Linked DNA regions of Gossypium raimondii: region 2 is linked to region 1. A link is a contact called in public Hi-C data. All regions are on one chromosome and are shown on one strand. The core of a region is the stretch at or near the end of the contact, and the rest is flanking DNA. Distances in the headings are between cores, read along the strand shown.

Region 1 (7,120 bases), core at 94-2,593:
CATTTTTTAAAGCTAAAATTTGATTCTACTTACACCTTTTTAGAGCGCACCTATGAAAAATTTAGTGTTACAGTCCCCCAAAGAAAGCCATTCACATCTCACCTTTTGTTTCCAAAGAAGCTCCTCGTGATACAAAACCTGTTCCAATTCCTCTCTAATCTCTAACTCCGACTGAAATAATGGGTCAGACTGAGAAAAATCCAAATCTCTTTGAACCATATCAAGTTTTTGAATCAATATTTTTTTGTGAACCCAATATGACTATAAACCTTCTTATTCCACTCGTTAAGGTGACTAGTAATGTTAGAGAGTGACTTGGACAAATCACTATCAAAATTCTAATTTTTCTTAACGAAATCAAAAAAATTTGCATGTTCAATCCATCCTGCCAAAAAATGAAAAGAAAGACCCAAATACGAATAAATCATTGGTCGAAGTGACAGGAGAATAGGCCTCTGGTCGAACTTGAGTCTAGGGGCTTATTGCCACTAACTCTAGTTTCTAAGAGACCAATAATATCTAGTTTATAATCTCAATTATATTCACGAAAGATCCTAAAAAGAACTTGCTATTTGCACAACCTTGACAATTCCAAGAGAAAATGGATAAATTCATAAAAAAAAAGACTTACCATAGCTCTAAGGCTAGCATGAACCATCTCTAGCTTTTCCATTGCTGCCCAAGTTCGTCATCTCAGTCTTGTTATTAATTTGCGAGATGATGAGTTTGGCCATAGAATTTATTGTATCCGACAATGGAACCCTTGCATTCCCAAAATTTTTAAAACGTTTCCAGATCCTCTCCCTTTCGAAATCGAATTCCTTTACCTCTTCTACTCGAACTAACATCTTCAAGAGACTTGACATTTTTTAGTTCTCCATTTTCTTTGAAAATAATAAATGAATGGCTCATAAACTCTAAAATCCCCTTATTTATTACCACAACTGATTCTATTGGGCCATCAAACGTTGGATTAAAATGAGAATTAATACCTACTAGGGACTGATCTTCCCTAGAAATTAGGCTTTCCAAGGGAGAAACAGACTTAGGGTGGGTTTGGAGGGGTGGTGCATTTACCTGCGGTTAGTGTAAAAACAACGGTGGTGGTGAGATTAGATACTGTAGCAATACTGTAGCGTGAGATAAAAAGTAAGCTAAACGTATCGCACCCAATCGCCCATCCAAACCCACCCTTAGAAATATTCTACTGCACATTTGTAAGATTGTCCACCGAAATTGTGTTAACCAAACCCCCATCTCCTTGGGCTGTTAAACCAGGCCCAACCGACACCAAATTTCCAGCATACTCCAGCGCCTTATTATCCAAATTTAGGGGCACCACTAACAGCCCAGACAGATTACCTGAATCCTTCCTAGCAGGCCCACTAACCTCTATTCTCTCGGCCCCATCCAAAAAATCTGCCCCCTCCATATTGTTTTGACCCAAGACACTAAAATTGTTTTCATTCCCTCCTAATATTTAGTCGTCGAAAAATCCCCCTTTTAGAAACGGATCCCCTGCAAATCAGCTTCCATCGTACTATTCACGACCATTTTCCTCCCAAGCAGATTTGAAGCGTTTATCACGGGTCCTTTCGTCTCTAAGCTTTGACGAATTTGGGGATTTCGCCGTGATTTTCTTTCAACGATCATCCAAGGGCCAAATGGTTCCGTCACCTCTCCCACCTTGTTTGCCTTCAGTAAGTCCTCCTTCGTCGATCTAACACCCACATCCATCTCTTTTGAAGGCCCCTCACCGGGCAAAGTTCTTTTGAGTGACCAAATCGGCCACAAGAAAAATAAACAGTTGGAAGCGATTTGAATTCCACCCTCTGTATCACCCCGTTAACCATGATTTGAGAGACCAGGGGTTGTCTCAAATCGATGCCTACCGCCATCCTTGCAAATTTCCCTTTCGACCCCTTGTCCATCTGAAAGTCCAGCTTGATAACCGTCCCTATCAAACCCCTTATTTTCTCCAAAATCTGGCGTTTGTAGAGGAAACCCGGAAGACCAGACAACCTGACCCATACCATCGCATTGCTAGGGAAAGCTTGTGGAGAGAATCAAACTCCGATGTCCACGGTTGAACCGTGAGGTACTGGCCAAGCACGATCCAAGGCCCCTGGGTAAGTACTTTATCATAGTCAACACGACTCTGAAACTTAACCAGAAAATACTCATTTTCCATATCCATGAGGTGGAACTGTTGGGACAATATCCGCAGTCTTTGAATTCTATTTTGCAGTATAGAATAAGATAGATTCCGACCAAGAAGCTTAACCACTACCGTAGTCGCCATTTCTCTAAACAGAATTTGTTGAACCCTTTCTGAAAAACTGATAACAGGGATACCATTCACCGTTGATCTCGTAACATCTCCATCCAAAAGCTCAAAGTCCTCCTCCTTACCATAACCAGGGATTCCTCGACCCAAGACTTTATCCCTCCATGAGATTTCTGGTGCTAAATTTGTGTCATATAATTTACTTTAATATATATATTAGATTTCTAAATTAGTTTTAATAGTAGTATGTATAAATTAGTTCAATGTTTTATTATTTCAATTTAATATTATAGAGTTTTCTTTTATTTTTGTTCCAAATTTCTATATTACTTTTAATAGTACTATATATTAATTCATGTTTTATTAATTTAATTTAATATTATATTTTTTATTTTAGCTCCAAATTTTTATAGTATATTTGCTTGTATTATGTGTTAATTCAATTTTAATTAGTTATCTTTAGTTAATATTGATTTTACATTTGATTTAAATTATTTCTGGAAACTACAATTCAAATAGTAATATTCAATGATGTTGTGACAAAATTTAAAGATAATTTTCAGAAGAAAATACTTATACAATTACAAATGGTGTAATAAAAAGATCTTATGATAAATTTATTAATGTTTATAATAAATATAAATTGTGATTGATTTTTATACTTAAATAAGCCAGTTTTCTAAATCACGAAAGTGTTTTGTTTTATATTTTGTTTTTAATAAATCGAGAGAGAATATGATTAAAAATAGGTGTAGTTCTATTTTCGTTTGGTATTAATTATTATTTTACTTTATATAATCTACATTTTTTTACTTCTCTTTTTGCATGGAGATTCTTGAGGAGTAATTTTAATATATTTTACATTTTTTTTTGCATGGAGACTTTTGAGAAAAAATTTATTGTCTTTCGTATTTCCTTCTCTCCCTGTAATTGGTATCAGAGATCGGAGTAATGATACTTGGAGAAATAATATTGTAGTATTCATTATAAGTTTTATCTTTTATTTACAATTTCGTTTCTTTCATGGTTATTTATCTTAAAACTCATATATTTGTTATTCTGTCTTTCTATCGCCTGCTTATGTCTGTGTGAGACTGTAGGCCTTTGAAAGTAAAGACATAAAAGGATAATGGAAGGTTTTAGGTACCAAAGATAAATTTTATGGAAGAAATAGATTGTCTCTATAAAGAAAAAATTTGCAATCATGCTATGCACATTGACTCTAAAAATGAAAATATTTCACTCGAGTAAATGTTTTAACAGTTTAATAGATATTACTTCAATATAGTTTCATAAATTATATAACAAAGTAAGTAAAATAGAACATCAAGTCAATAATTTAAGAAAAGTTGCAGGATTAGATTTGAACAACAAATCTAAACAAATATTATCTAATGTTAATAATAAATTAGAACAAGTTCTTATTAATAAAATATAGAACAAGAGGTAGATTTAGGACCTTTATATTATGAAAATAATAATATAATATTAATCGTTCGAGGAAGAAGATACTTCTTCGAAGAATCATCTTCTATTAATAAAAGAAATAAAAAAACTTGAAAAGCAGAAAAGAAAATATAGTTATCAACAAAAATATGATTTCTAATCTTTTATAAATAACTTATAGACCATTGGAAGTATAAATTTACTAAGAGTTCGATAAAAATGAAAGAGTTGAATATTTAAAATTAATAGAACAATTTTATGAAAAACATAAAGATTTATTTACTTAATTTAACTATCATTGTATGTTAAACTATGACATTACAGACAATAGTAGTTCTAGTAATTCGATAATTCTATAAACCTAGAAGATCTAAAATTACAAGTTATAAATCGATGAAGAAAATGCTTCAACAGATGAAGACGAAAATATAGAAATACTAGAACCTATAGATACTAATCAAACAGATCCTTATGGAAAAAGAAAAATAGAGTTAGATCTTCAAAATGATGGTTATATGAGATCTTTTAGTAAAGATTTTGGAAAAGTTTAAAATACAACTAGAATTTTAGTAATAAAACATAAAATATAGCTACAATTGAAATAAAACTTAAAATCTAGAAGAATCATCTACTCAACCAATTCCATATAGAATAGATGATTTAAATAAAAGAAACGTTGCTCAAGGAGGAATATATTTAGATTTAACTAATATTCTTATAGCAGACTATGAAAAAACCATAGATGGTGGCACAATCTATGACTATTGTTGTAAACAACAACAATATGTGGTTAAAAGAAAAATTTTAAACTATTTTGTTGGAATCAAGGAGATATTCTACAATTTCTAAGATGAGAAGAATCGATAAAAATAACAAAATGGCGTTAATCAACCAAATAGGAACTTCCAAAGATCTTTTAAAATGATTAACTTTTATTCTAAAAACAAAATTTTGTGGCTATTTTGATAAAAAGATCGAGATAGTATATCTAGTTATATCTTGTCAAAATTAAATTATGTGATACTCGATAAGAATTTTCTAAAACATTTCTTTATGAATATCAAAACTAAAAATGAAAATATAGAATTTTGAAAAATCAATATTTTTATAAATTACCACCACTATGGGATGAGATATGTATAAAAAAATATGTTTCTTATTTAGAAAAACATAGTAAAATGGTTGGTGTACCATAGACTCTATAGGAAATAGAATAAATTTTGCAAAAGAAAGAATAACTTTATACTGTTTACAAAATAAAGCTTCTAAACAAGTAAAGCATAAATTAAGTACTAAATATTGTACAAAAATTTTAGAAAATGAATGGGAATTTGGATGTAAATCAATACGTTCTAACACTTATAAAAGATATAAAAGATATAAAACACTTATAAAAGATATAAAAGAAAAATAAAAGGTATAAACTAGTTAGATAGAAATCAGGAAATAAAAAATATACTGGTTATAATAATAAGAAAAGATTTGTTAGAAGAAAAACTTCTAAAAAACCTAAAAAAACAAATATGTAAATGTTTTATATGTGATGAATAAGGTCACATAGCACCAAATTGTCCTAATAAAGGAAAATTGCAAATAAAATGATTAAAACACTTGAAGAACAAGATTTAGGCTTACTTTGGATGGGCGGTGTGTTTAGCTCCGGTGAGGTTAAAAATAGCGGTGGCGGTGAGATTAGTTACCGTAGCGGTGAGATTGGATATTGTAGCAATGAGATTAGAAACAACAGTGGAGTGTGTGTTTGGATTCAAACGCAGCTGTAGCGGTGAGGTGAAAATAGAAAATGACTTTTAAGGACATTAGATTAAAAATGATATATAATAGAAGTTTTTAAAATTATTTAACAATTACAAAATTAATAAATGATTAAAAATTATTACAATTATATTTATTTTCAATAATAAATAATTAAAAATGAATTAAAAATAGAGAAAAATTCAAAAATTTATTTTATTTAATATTTCAAAATTAATCGTATATTTAATTATAGGGCTCAATTCATTATTGAAAGATTATTGAAATTATTGAGCCTTTAGAAAAATAAAACATTATTGAAATATAAAATAATAAAGCAACTCTAGAATAAGGGTCTATTTGTTTGCCAGTAAAATGTTTTCCGGAAAATGATTTACTTTTCTGGAAAATGATTTACTGAAAATATTTTTTGGTGTTTGGATGAATCTGTATAAAATATTTTCTGTTGTTTGGCAAATTTCTTGAAAATATTTTCCGAAAAAGTTGTTTTTACATATATTAATAAATTTATATACATATTAATAAATTTTTATATTTTAAATTTTTTTCATATATTGCAATGATTTGTTTATAAATAAATATATGGCATCAGACTGTTATACTGCTGAACTTTGGTACGAAAGCATCTAATAGAAGACTCTAAGGAAGTGCAACTACTAGCTAATAGTAACATCTGCACATTTCTAAGGGCATTGCTTCACATATTTCTGAGAAAGCACCAATTTATGAATTCTGACAAATAGATCTATAATGTCAAATACATGAAGAGAAAAAAAAGCATGTATACATAAGTTTGACATAAGTACAAAACTATTCATTCTTCTTTCAAATCTCTTTAATGAAATATTTACAATACCCTTTTTCTCAATGTCTGTGCGTCTTAATGCATGTTATTTCAAATATTTGTCATCAGTAACTCAATGCAAGACATTGCTAGCACCAAATAACTTTAAAACTAAAACCAACAGTTGGCTAGTAACTGACATAGCCTATGGCCACCACGTAGAACGTGCAATGTCGAGCCTTGAGCTAGTCATCAATGCTAAAGGGAAGAGTTGAAAATCACATCTGTTGGGGTTTTGACAGCAGAGGAAGAAAACAGAAGCAAGTAACCCGGATGATGTAAAGATTAACTTCATTACTTGAATAAGCAATATGCCATATACATAAGTAGTCCGGATTACATGTGTTGGTTTTTTTAGCAGAAAACTAAGGAGAAAAAGAAAAACAAATGCAAAGAAGTTTGAACAAGAAGAAAACTGAATTTGATTTCCAAAAATCAGATCTTTTTCATTGACTTGAGAAGCATTTATGTTATAATGAAATATGGCAGTTAACTAATGTATAACTGCTCCCACTAATACATGACTAAAGCCTAGATAGAATTACAAACAAAATGTAGCTGGCATACCAGCTATAGCATCAAACATAAATCAACAACTACTCCTACTAACTTTAAGTATAAATTACATTGCAACTGAATCAAGTTACAAATGAACAAAATAGACAAAATGTCTTTGCTTATCCGGTTCAAACTTGGATGCTTTGATCGCATGTTGGTTTCTGTTGCATTGAAGGCCAAAGTTCAACAACATCCTGTACTTTGCTTACTAA
Region 2 (6,983 bases), core at 1,959-4,458, 200 kb after region 1:
ATGTATTGAAACAACCACAAACAAATAGATAAATAGGGAAGTGCTTTACCGCATCTTGGTGCCAGTAGTCCATGTCCAATAACATATGCCTTTGATCCTAATGATGGCTGACTAAAATCCACCATAATAGCGGTAAGCTTATCAGGAATACGATCAACTTGGAGCAGAGCAACATCCAAAGGTCCCTTGCAAATATATACTACCTTCGCCTCACACCAAATCCAAGGGTCCAGATGATCAAGTCGAACACGTATGCTCCTATGACCATGGAAAACTGACTTCAACTTGTACCCTTTCTGCTGATCAGCCAGTGGAAATGGTCCAATGCAACTTTTCTGGTACCTCTTATATCCTTTCTCCTCAGAAAATGCAGATTCTTCAGGTAGGAAGAATGGTGCTTCTTTTTTTGAACTACTTCTTACAGTTGTTTTCCCAAATCGCCACGGTTCCAACAGGTGAGCATTTGTGAGTATTAGCCCCTGATCATTGAGCACAACACCTGATGCCCATACACCATCGTTAACGGTAATAAGACATATGGAAGTCATTGCCTTCTCAATCGGTAATAGTGAAGAGCAAGGTGAGTTAAAATGGTCATGATTGTAACAGCAGTGTCCATTTGAACCATTGCTGTTAGACAATAATCCATTTCCTACAGTATTTAAGTTTCCCTTGTTGATGTGAATCCCCTTTTCTTCAATTTGTGGCTCCTTCAGCAGCAAGTCACTGCAAGCACTTGCAATGGCATCCCATGGAATCACCAACTGTTACCCAAGGCTACAACTTGTTGTGAAGAATTTACTATGACAAAGCTTAAAGAATATGGATAAGCCAACCATGTGCAAGTTACCTGAACCTCAGCATCACTGGTCTTTTGCCTCAAAGGTCTGGTCAGGATACCAACCAGCATGCCCTGATCACCAAAAACTGGACCACCCTCCATTCCTGGCCAATTTGATAGCAAATCATAATTAGGAGTTCGAGGTAATTTTTTTTGAAAGAAAAAGTAAAGGTAACAAAGCATGAGAAAATCCTGACCAGGAAGACATCGAATGTCAGCCATTAGCAATGCTCTGTCAGATGATTTAGGTGGATAGCAGTTGGCAACAGATCCCACTGACATGCTGATTCAAGTAGCTACATTAGTCAAACAGTAGAACTCCCGAAGAACATAAGCAAGCAAAATAATTAATAATATACCATGGTGAGAAGAGAGATACAGAACTATACTCGGATAGTTTGATAGTAAAAGTTAAATACCAATAAAAGATTAGTTCATTTCATGTTCCACAAGGATCACTGTCAGTGATCCAAGTATTTGGACTAATGAAAACTAATTTTGGCAAACAAGTTTGTTGTTATCAATGTTAGCTTATTAAAGCGTAAAAGATATTTACATAGGAGGTAGCATTACCTGTTAAAGAAGTGCAAGGGAGAGAGGATGCCAAATGGAGATCCCATTGCCAGAAGAAACTCTCCCCTTTTATTCAGAGGTAATATTCCAATTTTTGGTAGGCCCTGATTCATGATAATCCACAACATCGAGGTTAAGAGCCAAAGCATGCAAAAATAACCATACAAACCATAAAACCTCGAAACAGTACATTTTCTGCTTCAGTTACTATTGAACAGTAAATATTAATTAAAAGAAAAGAGCAAAAAGTGAAAGAAAAGCTTACATTTAAATGCAAATTAACTCCAAGGATAGCAATTCTAGTTGTTGACCTGGCCATTAGACTAGGATTGCTCGATTTCCCCATCACTAGCCTCTGACGCTCCATTAAAAGTTTGTTATCATACTCTATCTGAAATAAAGTTAAAACATCAGATCTTGTTGGATCTCCAACAAGGGTAAATGAAGGAAAAACTACTTCCTCAAGCATGATCACAGAAAAAAAAAATCCAGGATCTATGGTTATGTACAACTGGTCACTGATGATCTCCAACAAGGGTAAATTAAGGAGTTTTTTAATTTTGTTTTTGTAAGAACGATAAAGGAGTAGTTTGTTTCATACTCGCCTGTGTCTGAGTACTGTCCACTGAAGGCTGATGAGTTGAAGCCAATGACCAACCAAACTCCCATCCTTGCTCTTGTGAGCCTGAAGAAGCTTCGACAAGGGATTGAAGTGCAAGGGATGATATGGGAACATCAACCTTCAAAATCCATTCATCAATCAATATCATATAGTCCATATGCAGTCAATTTCTCAAGTGCAACAAAGTATAACCTAATATTACAGTTCATTAAAGTGTTCTTATAGCATTTAAATCCATAAGTAGCCATACTAACAACTTATAAATGCTCACCATTTTCAGTAGCCGTGCAGTAAACCAGCAACAACCTCCTCCATCTGAATCTGCGCCCATATTTTCCTATGAAAATAACACTATTCTCATTACACTTAACTCATTCCAAGTTAATCAACAGGCATTGCCTATCTTATACCTCGACCATAATATCAATCTGAGCACCAGGAATCAACTCAGGTAGACCCTGCATCGCAACAAAGAGTAGCACAATATAAACTCAAAATCCCAACAAAGTCAGCAATTAAACCCCAAAAAAAGGTCAACATTACTACCTGAGAAAGGTTTTCCCTATGTTGAATTGTAAGAAAAGGCTCAACGAGAGAAGCGACTGTCATAACTAACATCAAATTCTGACCACTATCATTGTCCCAAATGCACTTAACCACTTCAGTTTTGTAAAGGGTGTCAGGTAATAGCATGCCCGAAGCTGACAATGTCGTTTTGCCAGAACTAAAATACCCATAATTAAAAAAAAATTAATTCAAAAAATTGGAATCCAAACACAAGACAAAAATTTAACTTACTGGTATTGATGGAAGGCATGATTCCTCATCTTCAGACCCTTTGGATCCTACACAAATTTTTAATTAAAAATAAATAAATTTAATAAACATCCATTTTATTTAAAAAAAGCTGCAAATTGCAAAGGTTAATGGGCTTACGGGGCCTTGGACTCTGACCAAAACAGAGAAATTCCGGGCGAAATCGGCTGTTTCAGGGAGAGCCATTTGGATAGAAACGGTTGTAAAAGAATAATCAGAGGGATTCGTTGAGATATAATTTGGGGAATTTGGGAGTGTTTGGAAGAGTGGGGGGATACGATAAAAAACGAAGAAGCAGAAGTAAGTCCTGAGGATAGTTTTGACTTTCCGGCGCTTGCCAGAAAAATTAAAGTTAAAATACTATACGCTCTACGAGGTGTATAGATAAGGTGAGACCGTTAAAGCGCGCGCAGTTTTTATCTTGTAAATCGTGGCCGTTGAATCATTTGATGGGCCAAAACGTTTTGTTCCCTTCCTCATAAGCTACGTGGGCGGCATTCTTCTTACAATTTGCTAGTATGGTTTCCAATCATATTTCGCGTTCCGTTATTTATTGATTAAATAAAGGCATAATTGCAAAAAAAACCCTCAACATTTGGGGCTTTTGATTTTGTGCCATTAACCTTTTAATTTTTGATTGATACCCTCAACATTATAATTTTTTAAGAAATTAGCTTAATTTTAATGGTGAACTCATGATCGTTAATTAAATTGTAGGTCAACCTAATAACCCACGTGGCATGCCACATAAGCACACGATGTCATAGGTGATATCATCTATTTAACAAATTTTTTTCTCTCATTTCTCTCTCTTAATTTTCAGTTTTAGATCGAGGAAAACTAAAAGAACCAAAAGGAAATTAACAGATCAATAGTAAATCGTTTGATCTGGCAGCAAATTTCAATTCTAAAACTGAAAAATTAGGGTTTTTTTTTCTTTTCGAATTTTTTTGATTTCGTTTTTCATTTTATTTTATAAAAGAAAATGAACGATCAGGCTCAAATGATGAATCAGCCACCGCAAATGATGATGAACACGGTTCAGGTCCAAGTTCCAGTTCAACCGCAAATGATGAATCAGTCTCATCAGTTGATGGCGTCGGCGGCTCACTCTCAAGCGATGAATCAATTTGCGGCGTCTCAGTCGCAGCCTATAAACTCCGGTCCTCAGATGATGACTCAACTACCACCTCTGATGATGTTGAATCGAAGCTACAAGCCTTGGCAATCTCATGACCCAAACCAAAACCCTGACCCTAACAATAAATTCTCTTCTTTCAATCGTAATAACAATTGGAAGGGAAAAAAAAGTTTCATTCGGTAAAGATTCTTGGAAGTTCGAGAATAAGCCTTTACCCATGGGTTCTGTTTCTGCTATTTCTTCTGTTCCCGCTGCTTCCGGTAGTAATACTCAAGGATACAAACCTCCAACTCTAAACGAGCTTCAAAATCAGAATCGGTTAAAAGCCAGAAAATTCTACGGCAACAAGAAGAAATTCAATAACAGCAACAACCTATTTGCTCCTTACGCTCCGCGGAATACGACTTCGTTTATAATCTGAGCGAAAAAGTCAGATGGAATAGCATCTTTAGTGTCGCCATGTCCTGTGACGCCCGCCGTTCTTCCTATGCCAATATTTTCACCATCGAGGAAGGTTTTGGGTGATATGGCGTGTGGATGGTTATGGGTCGATGAAAGAGTTGATTCGGCTTCGATCACCAGAAGCTGGTCAATAAAACAAGAACAAACATGGAAAACAAAGTAAAACGATGGATTGTTGGTGATTAATTGAGGAGGGAAAGGATTCATACGAGGAGCTTCAACTACCATTGGATAAAAGGCTAAGGTGTGGGTTTACAAAAATTACACAAAACATGATTATAATCATGGTAATAGAGATTCTTGTAGATTAAATGAGCCAACCATATGTTTTGAAGAAGAAAAATGATGTTTGGCAAGAGAGAAAATAAGAAAAAAATTTTGGTTAAATAGATGACATCATTTATGACGTTGTGCGCTTATGTGGCGTGACACATGGGCTATTATGTTGACCTATAGTTTGATTAACGATTAACTCACGTAGACCGTTAAAACTGGACTGATTTATTAAAAAATCGTAATATTGAGGATGTCAATCAAAAAATAAAAAGGTGAATGGCACAAAACCAAAAGCCCCCAAAGAGGTTTTTTTTTTTTGCATTTATGCCTAAATTAAATTTAAAAGTTCAAATATCTTTAAAATTTTTGTACTTCTTATGTTTGGAATTTTATTTTTAAAATTTTAGTTTCTTTATTTTTGAATTTAAAATTCAGGTTTATTTATTTTCTTCCATTAATTTATTGGTGTGATATTTTGAAATAAAAAAACCTCACTTGATGTCCACATAACAAGAAAAGACATTGTAATGTACTTGAAATTAAAAGAAAATTTTAATGGTGTTAACAAATCTTAAAATTAACATTATCAAATTAATTGGAATAAAATATTTAAACTAATTAATGACATTTTAAGGATTGAGACATCAAATTATGTCAAAATTAAAATGTAAAGATTAAATTTTAAATTTGAGCATAATATAGCGCATTTTAGCATGCTCAACCACACGTCCTCCTGCACTAACAATAATGTCAATGTCAACTAAATTAAAACTTAATTAATATTTAATTAATATTTTATATATAAAATATTTAATGCATATATAACCCATAATATAATTTAGTACACTACTTCAACATATCGTTTTATTTTAAAATGTTTGAAACAATTGGCATTTTGAAACAACCTTTTAATTAGAGCAGTATTGAAATCACTGTTGTTCATTTGCAAAGGTGAGGAAGCCTTTGGCTTATTTCAAACCAATATCTCCTTTCTTTAAAAATTATTATTATTTTCTCTTTTTATAATATATAATATATAATATATTATTATATATAAATAACTTTAAAATGTAAGCTATTTCTTATGATTTCTTTTCAAAAATTTAAATGAAGAAACTCTTTTCTGAGAATAATGAAAAACTTAACAATGGAGAGAGAAGATAGTATTCTCTAGTTAATTTAAGATTTATGATACTTACCTTATGTTGGAGTATGCTGATAACATTCAACACATGTTGCACATTCAACACATGTCTATAGATTGAGGCTTGATTGAGTTATTTAAGTCTGTTGAAGTTGTTAATTAGTTTCAAGATACAGCAAGATTTAATCTTACTTTTCTTTAAATAAGTATAAATAATGTGCATGAATATTATATTATATAAGTCAAAATTTAATAACATTAAAACTTCTTATTATATCTTAATCAATATAGTTTAATTCACTACCATTTCCTTTCACTTACACGTAAATATGTCATATTAATCATTATTTTATTTTTCCTTTATTATTTAGTAGATACCCAATATAGACTTAATAGAGCATGTAGGATATACAAAAATAATATAAAGTTGCACCGAGATGCAATAACATAATAGAGTGGCACTGAAGTGCAATATCAAAATGGAACAACACCGAAGTGCTTTGTTAGAACATTGTGGCACTGAAGTGCATTAACAGAAAGCGCGCTAAAAGTTTCTGTAATGACATGGTATCTATATCCTACTAGTTCATATCTTGTCTACATGGGCAAATATAACAGAATTAGTTTCACATGTACATTTAAGAACATAACTTATATACTTTTGAATTCTTTTCACTTCAATCCTTATTATAAAAATTCAATAAACACAATAGTAGTATTTCTTTGGCACATGAAATATATAATACACTAACTTATAATATTCTATATCCACTATCAAAGTATTGTTAAATTTCACATGTCTCTTTTACACGTTTGCAACTTAATCATTTAATTCATAAAATTAAATGTTCACTAACATGTCACTTCAATTTCACTTCGCATTAAAACCTACTACCATAAATACTTCATTAAAATTATCTATTAATATTTAATTACACATCAAATTTTGGTCATTTTCTATCTATTCTTCTTTGCATAAATTTCACTTCACTTACTTTACAATCCTTTCAATTTAGTAGCTATTAGCATATATTTTCATTAATCACCATATTCTCACTTGGTATTCACTTGACTTCTATATATCACTACACTTGAATGTGTTATTTCA

The links. A called contact is a pair of places that touch in the nucleus more often than the background predicts.
Region 2: a Hi-C map of leaf shows a contact between it and region 1, with 2.1 times the contacts expected there. The contact joins the promoter of LOC105773989 here to the enhancer-like site in region 1. A contact is called at or near these places in 2 of 2 Hi-C or Micro-C datasets (both in leaf).

Annotation. Positions count from the first base shown.
Region 1 is chr6:40,901,353-40,908,472 of ASM2569854v1, forward strand. No RefSeq gene overlaps it. Among protein-coding and RNA genes, the nearest start is that of LOC128042145, 26 kb to the right of the region's middle. Within about 2 kb of position 1,344, the one cell type or tissue checked has open chromatin away from gene starts, as enhancers often do. A contact at or near this core is called in leaf, where this site is marked.
Region 2 is chr6:41,099,643-41,106,625 of ASM2569854v1, forward strand. LOC105773989 (glyoxysomal processing protease, glyoxysomal) reads right to left here and starts at 3,209. Exons shown (of 14, transcript XM_012596263.2): 1 at 2,973-3,209; 2 at 2,835-2,881; 3 at 2,583-2,760; 4 at 2,447-2,494; 5 at 2,308-2,373; 6 at 2,020-2,154; 7 at 1,680-1,805; 8 at 1,415-1,518; 9 at 1,039-1,124; 10 at 851-945; 11 at 50-764. The coding sequence starts at 3,038.